Regions from separate parts of the Sus scrofa genome. Here region 1 is linked to region 2. The links are chromatin contacts, called in public Hi-C maps. All regions are on one chromosome and are shown on one strand. Each heading gives the region's core, a stretch centred on a gene start, on an enhancer-like site or on the middle of the called end of the contact. The rest is flanking DNA. Distances are from core to core; before and after follow the strand shown. Region 1 holds the start of MARK2 (serine/threonine-protein kinase MARK2). Region 2 holds the start of MACROD1 (MACRO domain containing 1).

The links. Hi-C and Micro-C count contacts between places; a contact is called where the count stands out from the background.
Region 1: a contact with region 2 is called in a Hi-C map of skeletal muscle, with 5 times the contacts expected there. The contact joins the promoter of MARK2 here to the promoter of MACROD1 in region 2. A contact is called at or near these places in 3 of 5 promoter capture datasets (fetal liver, fetal skeletal muscle and liver) and 9 of 47 Hi-C or Micro-C datasets (alveolar macrophages, embryonic fibroblasts, liver and 5 more).

Annotation. Positions count from the first base shown.
Region 1 is chr2:8,211,070-8,217,367 of Sscrofa11.1, forward strand. MARK2 (serine/threonine-protein kinase MARK2) reads right to left here and starts at 4,898. Exons shown (of 18, transcript XM_021082895.1): 1 at 4,456-4,898. The coding sequence starts at 4,509.
Region 2 is chr2:7,936,851-7,942,436 of Sscrofa11.1, forward strand. MACROD1 (MACRO domain containing 1) reads left to right here and starts at 2,275. Exons shown (of 11, transcript NM_001204770.1): 1 at 2,275-2,632. The coding sequence starts at 2,335. STIP1 (stress-induced-phosphoprotein 1) reads right to left here and starts at 2,150. Exons shown (of 15, transcript XM_003353794.4): 1 at 1,842-2,150.

The DNA of each region.
Region 1 (6,298 bases), core at 3,648-6,147, 280 kb after region 2:
AGCTCTCTCTGAGACAACACTAAAACCAGATTATTCAGTGAAACATTCAGCCAGAATCAACACTGGGATCCAAGGGATATGTGTGTTTGCAGTGACTCTTTACAGGATCCTAAAAGTCAGATTTGCTCTCTCACCCAGACTTCCAACCACCTCTTCCCAGAACCCTCTGAGAGAATAAACAATGCCACTGGCTCCCTGGAAGGAAGACAGCAGCCCCCTCCCTCGCCCACGGCAGCAGAGGCCGGGTGGGCAGTGAAAGTCTCCCACTTTCTCACAAGAGCCCTCCCTCACGGTTCCCAAGGCCCTGGGGTGGGGCAGGTCTGAAGCCCTGGAGGCCCTCTACCAAGTGTTAGAGAAAGCCCTCGCCACTTGCCTATAGCTGCTACTGCTGGCTGGAAGACAGTCATCTCACTGATTGCTTTCACCACTGCCAAGCCTCCAGGCCAGCAGAGCCATTTGGAAAAGTGAACAGAAAGCTCAGCTCACAAACTAAGATCCCCTCAAACTACCAGCCCTAGGTCACAACCCTCCTTTGCAAAAGGAAGAAGAGTCTATGAGTGAAAAAGCACATCTGCAATCAGGTGTCGCAAAAATCACAATAAAGACAGGGCTTGACTTTCTTTTATCTCCTACTTTCACTGTTAAAAGCAGAGTTGACAGCAAAGAGGCAATCTCTCTGCAACGCAAGATTTATTTTTATGCTTCAACATTTTCTGCGTGTGAGCGTGTATGTGTGTTTAATTCAGATGTGATCAAAGAACTCCTAGAAACAGCCTCTCATCAGCCACATGTTTTAGAGAAAGGGGGAGAGAAAGAGCAAGAAGAGATTGGAGCTGGAAGACAACCAGCACAGTTTGTTTACCTATTTTCTGCTGAAACCAATTTAAATAATTTAAATCTAAATAAGGTAATAAAAGACCTTTGGGGGAAAGAAATCAACCTGACCAAATCCCTTGCTTTTTATTTCACAAAGTTAAGGCTTATGCAATGACTACTTTAGCCAGAATCGCCAAGAGGACTAAGAAGAGCTTTCTGGACTCACCTAGAAACATGATCTAAAGGAGACCAGTGCTTCACGCCTCCCTGGACTTCAGACCAGAGAAGCTGCTGCTTGTCTTTTTTCTTGTTTTAAAAAATACCGGCGGAAGCTCCGGGGTGGTACAGTGGGTTAAGGATCTGGCCTTGCCACAGGTGTGGTGAGGGTTCGATCCCTGGTCTGGGAACTTCCAGGGCCGACCAAAATAAATAAGTAAATTTTTAAAATTAAAAGAATATATATCAGCACCTGCCTGTAAGGTCGTTTTTTGGGTTGTTTTGCTTTTTTGGTTGTGCCTATGTCACGATCGAATCCACACCACAGCAGAAACCCAAGCCACTGCAGTAACAACACTGAATCTTTAACCCACTGAGATACCAAGAAACTCTCTGAAAGGTTTTGTTTTGTTTTGTTTTGTCTTTTTAGGTCCACACCTGAGGCATATGGAAGTTCCCAGGCTAGGGGTCAAAATGGAGCTGTAGCTGCTGGCCTACACCACAGCCACAGTAACTTGGGAACCTTAACCCACTGAGCGGAGCCAGGGATCGAACCTGAGTCCTCATGGATACTAGTTGGGTTCATTACCACTGAGCCACAATGGGAACTCCTGAAAGGTTTTTGGGTCTTTGGGGGGGGGTTGTCTTTTTAGGGCTGCACCTGTGGCACATGGAGGTTCCCAGGCTAGAGGTCTAACTGGAGCTGTAGCTGCCGGCCTGCACCACAGCCACACCAGATCCGAGCTGTGTCTTCTACCTACACCACAGCTCAGCGCAATGCCAGATCCTTAACCCACTGAGCGAGGCCAGGGATCAAACTTGCATCCTCACAGATGCTAGTTGGGTTCATTAACCCCTGAGCCACGACGGGAACTCCTTTAAAGTCCATGCTTTTACTAGAATGAGACTTATTATCAAGGCAATAGCGCTACTACGCTGAGAAGGACAACAGAAGCGATGAAGTGGCTCAGGGGAACTTAAATCCATAGAGTGGAAACGGGATGAGTAATTCAAAATCTGGAACAGGACGACAATGTATGCAGCCAGTGCCCTGGACAAAGTTATCAAGGAGGAGCCTATGCTCCCAAATGACTCCCACAGTTCTGCTATCTAAAATCAGTGGGTGCGCACTGAGTTCCTACTATGTGCTCATCCATTGCAGGGAAGAAAAGAAATCAATGCACACATCACAAGAAAAAGACCGTGGCAAGAACACATTCCCAATGAGTAAACAGCACAAAGAAACCACACTGAGACACTGTTACTCTACTTTGCTGAACACAATGCCCCCCACAGCCTCACTCAGAGAGTAGGCACTCGACTGCCACTCCCCAGATGCCTCAGGGTGCCAGTCAGTCACTTAGCCTCCTCCTACCAGCTCAGAATCAACAGTCTGGGAAAGTCCTCTGGTTACGCAGGATTTACCTGCTAAAATAAAGGTTGCTGAAATAATAGGGGAAAAAAAAAATGGAAGAGGCACCCTCGAGAGGGCCTCTAGAAAGCAGTTCCCCATAAGGAGAGAGAAACAGCTGGCATGCGAGGGAAAGACGGTGAGATACAGACGATGCTCCTATTTCCAAAGACCTCGGTCCCATGCAGAGCCACTGCCAAACCCAGTGCTGAAATGGAAATCAACCACCCCTCCCTCTCCACCCCTGTTTCACCCCCAGAAGCAATCAATCAATCCATCAGTAACTAAAGCGCCAACCACTGCGTAGAAAAACTTATCCAGAGCTCCTCTAGAGTTCCTGACTGCCTGGATGACAGAGTGAGGGAGTAACAAGAGAGAAAAACGCAGGAAAGTGAAAAGAGGGAAGATTTTTCAGAGAAAGACATTAACCTGCAAGAGGATATAACAAAGGTTCTACTGCACTATGCAGAGAGAAGGGAACAAGAGGGAACCAAAGAATGAAATGAGGGAAAAGGATGCAAAAATCACCGAAAGCCCCAAGGGGAGAAGAGCCCTCTTTTCAAGTCAAGTGTTTCTGCCCTGTAAAGTTCTCCACGGAGAAGGGTGTGACAGGAAGGGGACTCTCCACAGAGCAGGCAGCAAGGGACACTGGAGACGGGGAAAGAAAGAGGAGGGGTGGTAAGTGGACGCCTCGGCTCAGAGGTGAGATGACACAGAAAAGGCTAAGGCTTGGGTGACAAACGATAGCAGTGATTGCCAGGACGAGGGGGAGTGTGAGGCTCAAGAAACCAGCATGCAAAATACCCGGCCCCAGAGTTACAAAGACTAGCCAATCACAAGGGGGTGGGTAGGAGCACATGCAGGGAAAATAAGGATGAGGCGAAAAAGGCAGGAGACTAATATGGAGATGAAAGGCAATCCTGAGCAAGAGCTACAGTAAGGAAGACAGGGTGGGGGTAGAGAAACCGGAAGGCAACAAGCAAGGGGGGAGATACTATGGAGAGGGCCAGAGGCAGGAGTGGAGACAAGGAAGCGTCACGGTCTGCGTCGCGGTCTAAGGACAAAAAGGGAAGGACGGTGATGCAGCGGGGCCGGGAAAGATCTGAGCAACAGGTTGCGGTTAATGGAGTGGGGCTGAAATAATGTCTTCCCCTCGGCAGGAAGAGCTCAGGGAGCAGACTGGTAAAGTGCTCACAGTGAGAAACAGGAGACCGGGGCACCCCAGAGGAAGAGATCGTGACCAATCCAAAGGCTCTGACGGGGGTGAAGACTGGAACCCCCAAGACAACCTGTGGGAAAACTATGCGCATGACAGCTGGATGGGAAACACGGAAGCAACAAATGCCAGCGCGAGGCACCAGGGAGCTCCTGGAGAAGAGAAGGGAAAGTGATGAGCCAAGAGTAGGCGAACGATTTGGAAAGGTGATGAGGGTGGAGCTGGTGGGTTGCAAGCAAGACGGCGAGCACAATGTGGAGAAGCAAGAGGCAGCATAAAACGCTAGGGAACTGGAAGAGGATAGGGACTGAGAACACACTCCAGGGCAAGGCCCCCGAGGGTGGGAACCGGGACTGGGAGAACCGGTGCGGGCGGAGGGGACGCAAGGCTGGAGGGATGGAGGAAGAGGTGGACAACGATCTGGGGCAAATCGCAGGGTGCTACTGGGGGAGCAGGAGGGTGGCTGCTTTAAGCGTGGGTGGAGGAAGACCAGAAAGGCCCCTGAGAGAAAAAGGGAAGAGAAGAGGAAGCTGGGGAGGTAACACGGAAGAGCGCAGGAGGGCGGTGAGGGGAGACGGGGGGGTCGGCAGAAAGACAAGTGTGCAGCTTGGAGTCTGGACGAGGTGGGTCCCAGGACAGGACTCGGAAGGGGGATGTGCGGTGCCAGGAGCCAGATGACAGGGCAGCCGAGGCTTACAGAACGGCAGCAGGGGCACGAGGAGAACTGAGGAGGGAGGAGGCTCTGCAAGGTGCAGGGGCCCAGCCAGAGAATTCGGGGAGCCTTCAGGCTCCTTACCTGCTCGGTGTCCCTCTCGTTCAGCGTGGGTAGGGGGGTCCGGGCGCTGGACATGGCGCCGGTATCTCGGGGGAGGGAACCGAGAAGCTTGGAGGAAGGGAGGGAAGGGAAGGCGCGGAGCCCGGCCGGGCGGGGCTTCTCACAGCAGGGGCACCCGCCGCATGGGCCCCGGCCGGGGGTGCGGGGAGGCCGGGCTGCCGCTCACGCCAGCCCGGGGATGCGCCGCTCGGGCTAGGCCGCGCCGGCTCCGAGCGGCTCCGGACCGCACCCCCCCGACCCCCGGCTGGGCTGTGCCGCCTTTCGGCCGGGCCGCGCCGCTCCGCCTACTCTCTGCCGCCGCAGCCGGCCGCCTGCCTCGCTCCTCCCCTGCCCTCAGCGGCACTGCTCCGCGCCCGGCACCCAGGCAGCCGCCGCCGGACCTGCTGCTCCCAACATGGCCGCCACCACCGCCGGCCCTCGGCTCTTTCCGCCGGCAGCAGCCGGAAACATCCGAAGCGGCTTGAAACGGGAGGGGGGCGCGCCTTCTCCTCCCGGCCACGGACTACGGGTGAATTCCGGAAACACCCGAAGAAGGTAGCCCCGGGGACGCGCGCACCTCCTCGATTCCGAAGATCAAGCTTCGGCTCTGTTTACGGAAATCCACGAAGCCTCCCCGGGTACTCCAGCGATGCCCACAGGCTTTTCCCCGCCCACTTCGCGGGCTCTCGGCTGTTTCCGGAAACACCCGAAGCTGCTCCTCGTGCCGTGAGCCGGCCACGCCCCCATCCCGCCCAGCAGCCGACGGCGGTCGTCGGCCATTTCCGGCAACACCCGAGATCGGGCGAGCTTCGGGTCATTCCCTCGGGTGGTACCCAGATTCTGACTCTTCGTTTCTTTCCGTCAGTTTCCGGGTATTTTCAAACCTTGAACAGGGAGTGTGGATCCCCTGTGCGTGTTACTATTTGACTAAATAGAAAACGAAGCTGTTAGCTATTGGCATCCTTTGGTTCTAAAGTCAGCCCATAAATTCCATTTCATTTCTCATCCAGTTTATCTATCAACATGTGTGTCATCTGTCAGATGCAGCGTTAGTCTGCTACCTGTCTACCTACCGTTCATCACCTGCTATTGTCTATCGTGGCTTCTATTTATCTATCCATGCATCCCACATCTAGTCCACAGGGCTCCTCAAGGTCTCAGGCAAGCACTAGGTCAACGTCCTTGGCTTCCAATGCCAGAGGCTGCAGAGGTCCCCCCAGCCCTGGCATTCCACCCCCAGCTCTGCACAGTGAAAATGCTGTGTGATCTTGGAAAAACACATAACATCTCTATGTTTAGACTCCTCAATGTCCCTATCTTGAAAGAATCCATGCCTTTGTTCCAGTGATGACATTCTAAATAACATCTTTGAATTTCAGTTGCCTTTTTTTTCCTTCAGAAAAAAAAAAAAAGTCTTTTAATTGTTCAAAATAGCACAAAATGACATCGCTCTATGGCAATATTGAGTCACACCAGTTCCCTTTTTAAATACCCCTGTGAGGTAGGGCAGGAGAGACATTCTCGTCTTAATACACATTTCAGTTATCCCTTCTAAGGAAATTCATGGGAAAGAAAAGAGCAACTGGCTGAAAATGAAGATTCCTTAGGATGGCCCAAAGAATGAGCACCTGGAAAAATCCCTTTCCTTCCCTGGGTCTCAGCTTCCCTATCAGTAAATTGAGACCACCAGATTCATGAGCTCTGGGGTCCCTCTCATCTCTGCAGGGCCCCTATCTTTAACAGGAAGTCCATGTGCCAACCTGAGTCCTCTCTTCAACTACCCCGTAGACTGTCTCACCAGGGAGAGGCAGTAGGCTGACTGATC
Region 2 (5,586 bases), core at 1,025-3,524:
AGACAAACCAACTCAGATGCCCAGGATGTCCAGGGTGATTCAATGGCCTAGCCTTGGGAGACGAATTTCAGACCATACAGAAGGCAGCCTCCTGATAGGCACTGAGAGTTTCTACTGCCGGGTTCCCTGCTTCTCCTTGTCCTCCTCCCTAGACTTTGCCAGGAAGGGTGTAGTAAGTAGAATAACGACCCCCAAAGATGTCTGCATCCTAATCCCCGGAGCCTGTAAATATGCTGCCTTACGGGCAAAAGGGAGTTAAGGGCATAGATGGCATTAAGGTTGCTAATCAGCGGAGTTTAAGTGGGGAGATGATCCTGGATTATCCTGGTGAATTCACCGTAATCGCACAGGTCCTTGAAAAATGCAAGAGGGAAGCAGAAGCAAGTCAGAGGGAAAAGCCACTAGGGAAGACTGGTCTGAGTTATGCGACACTGCTGGCTTTGAAGATGGAGGAAGAGGGCCGAGAGTCGAAGAAGGGGGGTGGTCTCTGGAAGCTGGTGCTGACACCGTGATTTTAGCTCAGTGAGACTCAGCTCAGACTTCTAACCTACAGAACTTTAGGAAAATGAATTTTGTTTGTTCTTTAAGCTGCTAAATTTATGATAATTTGTTATAGCAACAATAGGAAACTCAAACACAGGGTCACCCACATGCTTCATTGCCTGAATCAGTTACATCTGCCTAATGACTTTCCAGACCACAGATGGGAACCAAACAACCTTGAGCTCAGCCTGGGCTCTGACCCTCAAAGGCCGTGTTGGCCTTGAGCCAGTCCTGGCTTCTTATCTGTGCTCTGGGGCAGTGCTGCCTCGCCAGGAACACATATTGAGTTAAGAAAGGGAGAGCAAATGGTTGTAGAGGGCTTATCTTGGCAAGGGCTGGTACCTCGTACCCTGTGGGTGGTTGCTGTCCTGGATGCAGTTGGCAAGGCCCTTCTTACACGGCTGAGTTACTGGAGAAGCAACAAGTGGCTTCCTGTCCCCTGGTTTATGATGGTCCCTCTCTACCCTCCCTCCCAGGGCTGATCACTGTCTACCTCCCGGTCTACAGGTCTGCTGCTGATCCTTTCTTGGGAACCATGGTGACGTCAGCTGCATCCACAGGGGGCTGTTCTGTGATCCTCCCTGCAGTCCTGTCCAGGGTTCCTGCTACACAGCACCAGAGAGGCCAGGTACACAGAAGCAGGTCTGCAACCAGCTAGACCTGAACTATGTCTTCCTCCTAATTTTTTTTTTTTAATTGTCTTTATAAGGCTGCACCAGAGGCATATGGAGGTTCCTGGGTTAGGGGTCGAATCGGAGCTGTAGCTGCCGGCCTACACACAGCAACGCTGGATCCTTAACCCACTGAGCAAGGCCAGGGATGGAACCTGCGTTCTCATGGATACTAGTTAGATTCGTTTCCGCTGAGCCACATCAGGAAATCCTTCCTCCTAATTTACAGCCCAAGAAGCAAGTCACAAGGGTAAGAGTGAGCAGAGCTGGTACTAAAACCTTCTCTGGAACCCTGGCTCCTTGTCCCAGGTTTTAAAAATATGCACTATTATATTTATCCAATAATAAAATGGTATAGAAAGACAATGTATTTTAAAAATCTACCTTTACAGTCCTTGTAAGAAATTAGGAAAAATATGAAGAAAAAAATCATCCCAATTCTTCCACCCAAGAACGCTCTTGGAGCTCTAGTTTTTTGCCTTCAAATTCCAAGATTTCCAGCTTTGCCTCCTCAGCTGCTCTAGCTTTGGTTCCAGCCGCGGCCCCGCGCGGCCCCGCGCATCTCTGCCCCTGGGGCTAAGAGGCAGCCGCTCAGCGGCCTGGGGAAAGTTGCCCAACCGGACATACCTGTTCGTGCCACTCGTCACCTTCCCAGGGCCGCTTGGGACCCGCGGCTCTCAGGAACTGGGGACAGGGTGGGGCCGCTTGACCCCTGGGGAGCTGCGCTCGGCTCTGTACCGAGGGGCGGAGGGGGGCCGGGGTCGCGCGCGGGAGGCGCCTCGGCCCAGGAAGTTGGCGGTGGCTGGGCCAATCCCGAAAGAGCGCACGGCTGCCGGCGACCCTCCGAGAGCAGGGCTTGCGTGCGGCTCGACCCACGCAGGCCCAGGCGGGGCGCGCACGTGTGTATAGGAGTGTGCGGGCCCCTCCGGCGGCCGGGACTACAAGTTCCAGGGTGCCCAGCGGCGCGCCCGGGTTTTCTGGCCGCGCGGCTCGCTGGCTCCCGAGCAGGTCGCCGCGGGCTGGCACGAGCCACCCGGTCCCCGTGTAAATAAGGGAGAGACTCTCCTAGCACCGTAAATAGAGTCCAAGTGGGCGGGGAGCCGCCCTGCGCCGCCCGCTCATGTCTCTGCAGAGCCGAGTGTCCGGCCGCCTGGCACAGCTGCGCGCGGCGGGGCAGCTGCTCGGCGCCCCGCGCCCCTGGCCCGGCCCCTCAGCGGGTGCCACGCGGACCCGCAGCAGTGCGTGCGGTCCCCCGGCGTCCCTGGGCGCGTACGACTCCGGCGCGCGGACCCCAGCGGGAGTTGGGGCTGGGGGGGCGGCAGCAGTGGGGCGGAGAGCCGGGGTGCGCACCTGGGCCCCCCTGGCCATGGCGGCGAAGGTGGACCTGAGCACCTCCACCGACTGGAAGGAGGCAAAATGTAAGTGTAAGCAGGAGGGGGGCGAGGGCCGAGGGCAGCCCTACTTGGGCCTTCACCGGCTGGACGGCACCCCACCAGCAGCCTCGTCCACCCCAGAGACCTGGGGAAGTTAAGACCCCCTGTCCCCTGGTAGGGACACCCCCCCTTCACAGCCACGCCCCCCATGTGCCCAGTGCCTTGAACCACCTAGCACCAGACCAGGTCTAGGTCCCCAGTCGAGGGGTGTGTGAGGAGGGTGGCCTCCCCTCGCTGGGATGGGTCACACGGCACCTGCGGAGATCATCGAGGGCCTGCTGCCTACTCTGTTGTGCAGAAGGGAAACTGAGGCTCAGTGCCTGAACCCAGGAGCCCAAGGTCACTCGGAGTTTGCTTCAGATCTGAAAGAAGGCTCTGAACTCCCCAGGCTTTGCAAAGTACGGTTTCTCAAGTGATGGCATTTTAGGCAGAGTGGCAGGGAATGGGCAGAGGGAACAGCTCTGGGGCTGGTGTCCCACCTGGTGGGATCAGATGGCCAAGAGGAGGGGCCTCTCTGTGCAGGCGGGATCCCCCCCATCGCTACCCTGGGAGCCTGCCTCTCTGGGCACGTGGTCTGGTGCCCTTTTGCCCTTATCGCTGGCCTCTGGCCACTTGTGAGCAGTTTCTGTCTCATTCCTGGGGAGCACAGGGCAGAGGAGCTGGAGGGCATGGCAGAGATAGTGCATTTTGTCTGAGAACAGTGACACCCCCTCCCGCCCACCCCCAGGAATCAAGCCATTTCCTCCTGCTCAGGGGCAGGGCATGAGTCCTGGTGGGCATGAGGCCCAGGGCTGGACTCTGGGCCTGGACCGAACAGGGAAGGCAAAGCAACCTGACCTGCGGAGCCGCAAATAGCCCCAGCTGCCCCTGCCCTTCAGGGCCTGCTCCCTGGGCTCTTGTGACCATTCCCGGCTGGATCCCCTTTCAAAAGGGCAGGGACGGCAGCTCATTGGCTGGGCCCATGTGGTGGAGTGGGTTTCAGCCAATGGGGCTGGGAAGGCAGGCCTGGGGCGGGGTGTGGTTGGGGGCCAGCAGACGGCGTCCTCTCGGGATTGGAGGTGGAGTTCAAGATGACTTGCCCCTGTCAGGAACTGCGGCACCCTCCCGGGGATCTTAAAGCGCCGGCAGGAGGCACTTGACTTTGCTCTTGGAGCGCAAGGAGTGTTTGTCACGCCCCCAGCTCTGGCCCCAGAACACCCTGGTGGGGAGTAGGGGGTTTGCCCCGCAGGGATCCCCACTTTCCCTTCTTTTCAGAGAACGGCAGCTCAGGGTGGTAGGAAAGAGAGCTGGGGCAGCTGGGGACCCAGGCACCGTTCCTTCTAGGACCCAGCTCCCCGCCCCCTCCCAATCGTTGGTGCCGCCCCAAACTTCCAGACCCCATGCAGCTGACAGGCCAGCCATTCCCAGCTGTTGGGCTTGCCATTCATTGAGTCCATTTTTATCAAGTGCTTTCTATGTAACCAGCACTGCCATGGTGCTGGGGAGACAGGCAGGGGCCCTGCCCTCCCAGAGCTTAGGGAGAAGGGACTGCAGAGGATGTGACCAAGGCAACCAGACAATGCCAGGTAGAGGTCAATGCAGTGGAGAAGCCATGGCGGATGGGGCTGGCCGAATCCAGTGTCCAGCCAGGGGGCAGTGTGAGGCGGGTGGGCTTGCCTCAGGAGCGCCGGCAGCCCTTAGATGGTAGCTTGTGGGAGTGAGACACAGAGAGATCTCTGTGTTTTAGTGGCGTCTTGCTGCATAATAACAAATTACTGGACATTTAGCAGCTTAAAACAGTAAACATTTATCTCAGAGTCTCTGAGGTCTAGAACTGGGTCTAGAACTGGGAGCTTAGGTCAGGCTGTGGATTTCTCAGGAGGTCGGTGGAGATTTGGGTGGGGCTGGAGTGAGCCCTTCCCAGATGGCCCGGTCAAGTGAAATGGCTGTTGGGGAGTTCCTGTCGTGGCGCAGTGGTTAACGAATCCGACTAGGAACCATGAGGTTGCGGGTTCGGTCCCTGCCCTTGCTCAGTGGGTTAACGATCCGGCGTTGCCGTGAGCTGTGGTGTAGGTTGCAGACGCGGCTCGGATCCTGCATTGCTGTGCCTCTGGCGTAGGCCAGTGGCTACAGCTCCGATTCGACCCCTAGCCTGGGAACCTCCATATGCCGCGGGAGCGGCCCAAAGAAATAGCAACAACAACAACAAAAGACAAAAAGACAAAAAAAAAAAAAAAAAAAAAGAAATGGCTGATTGGCTGAAGGCCTCGGTTCTTCACCTCAGGGCCTCTCCCCAGGCTGCTTGAGTGTCCTCGCGACATGGCACCTGGCTTCCCCCAAGCACGTGACCCAAGAGAGGGAAGGTGAGGAGACCAGGCCTGAAGCCACAGTGCCTTTTTGTGGCTTTGGTGCCAAGTCCACACTGTCTCTTCTGCTTTATCTTTTGTTTATTTAGAATCAAGTCACAGAGTCCAGTCTACATTCAAGGGGAGGGAAATTAGCTTCCACCTTTGGAAGGGCAGAGAATCAAAGAATTTGGGGCATAATTTAAAAACCCACAAGAGGGGCTGCCTCAGCTGGGCTCTGCCTCTGATTGGGATCTGAGCTTTGAGCTTTGAAGACCCGCACACTTTTTCTTCATTACATTTCGGTTTACATGTTCAGCTGAGTTGTACAGTGAGATTCATCAAGTGCACAGACTTTGAGTGAACAGTGTACTCGTACCTGAGTATCCAGCTGTGCAACCTCTGGGTAGAACATTGCCATTGCCCCAGAGGTTCCTTTGAGCCCTTTTCCAATCAATACCTTACAGCTAATCACTCTTCTACCTGTTCATTTCCTTTCTTCTTGAGCTTCGTATCACCAAGGCATACAGTGTGTCCAGTTCCTTTTACTAAATATCTTGTGTGATTTGTCCACATGATTGGGTGCGACATTTTCTCTTTTTCTTGCTGCGTAAT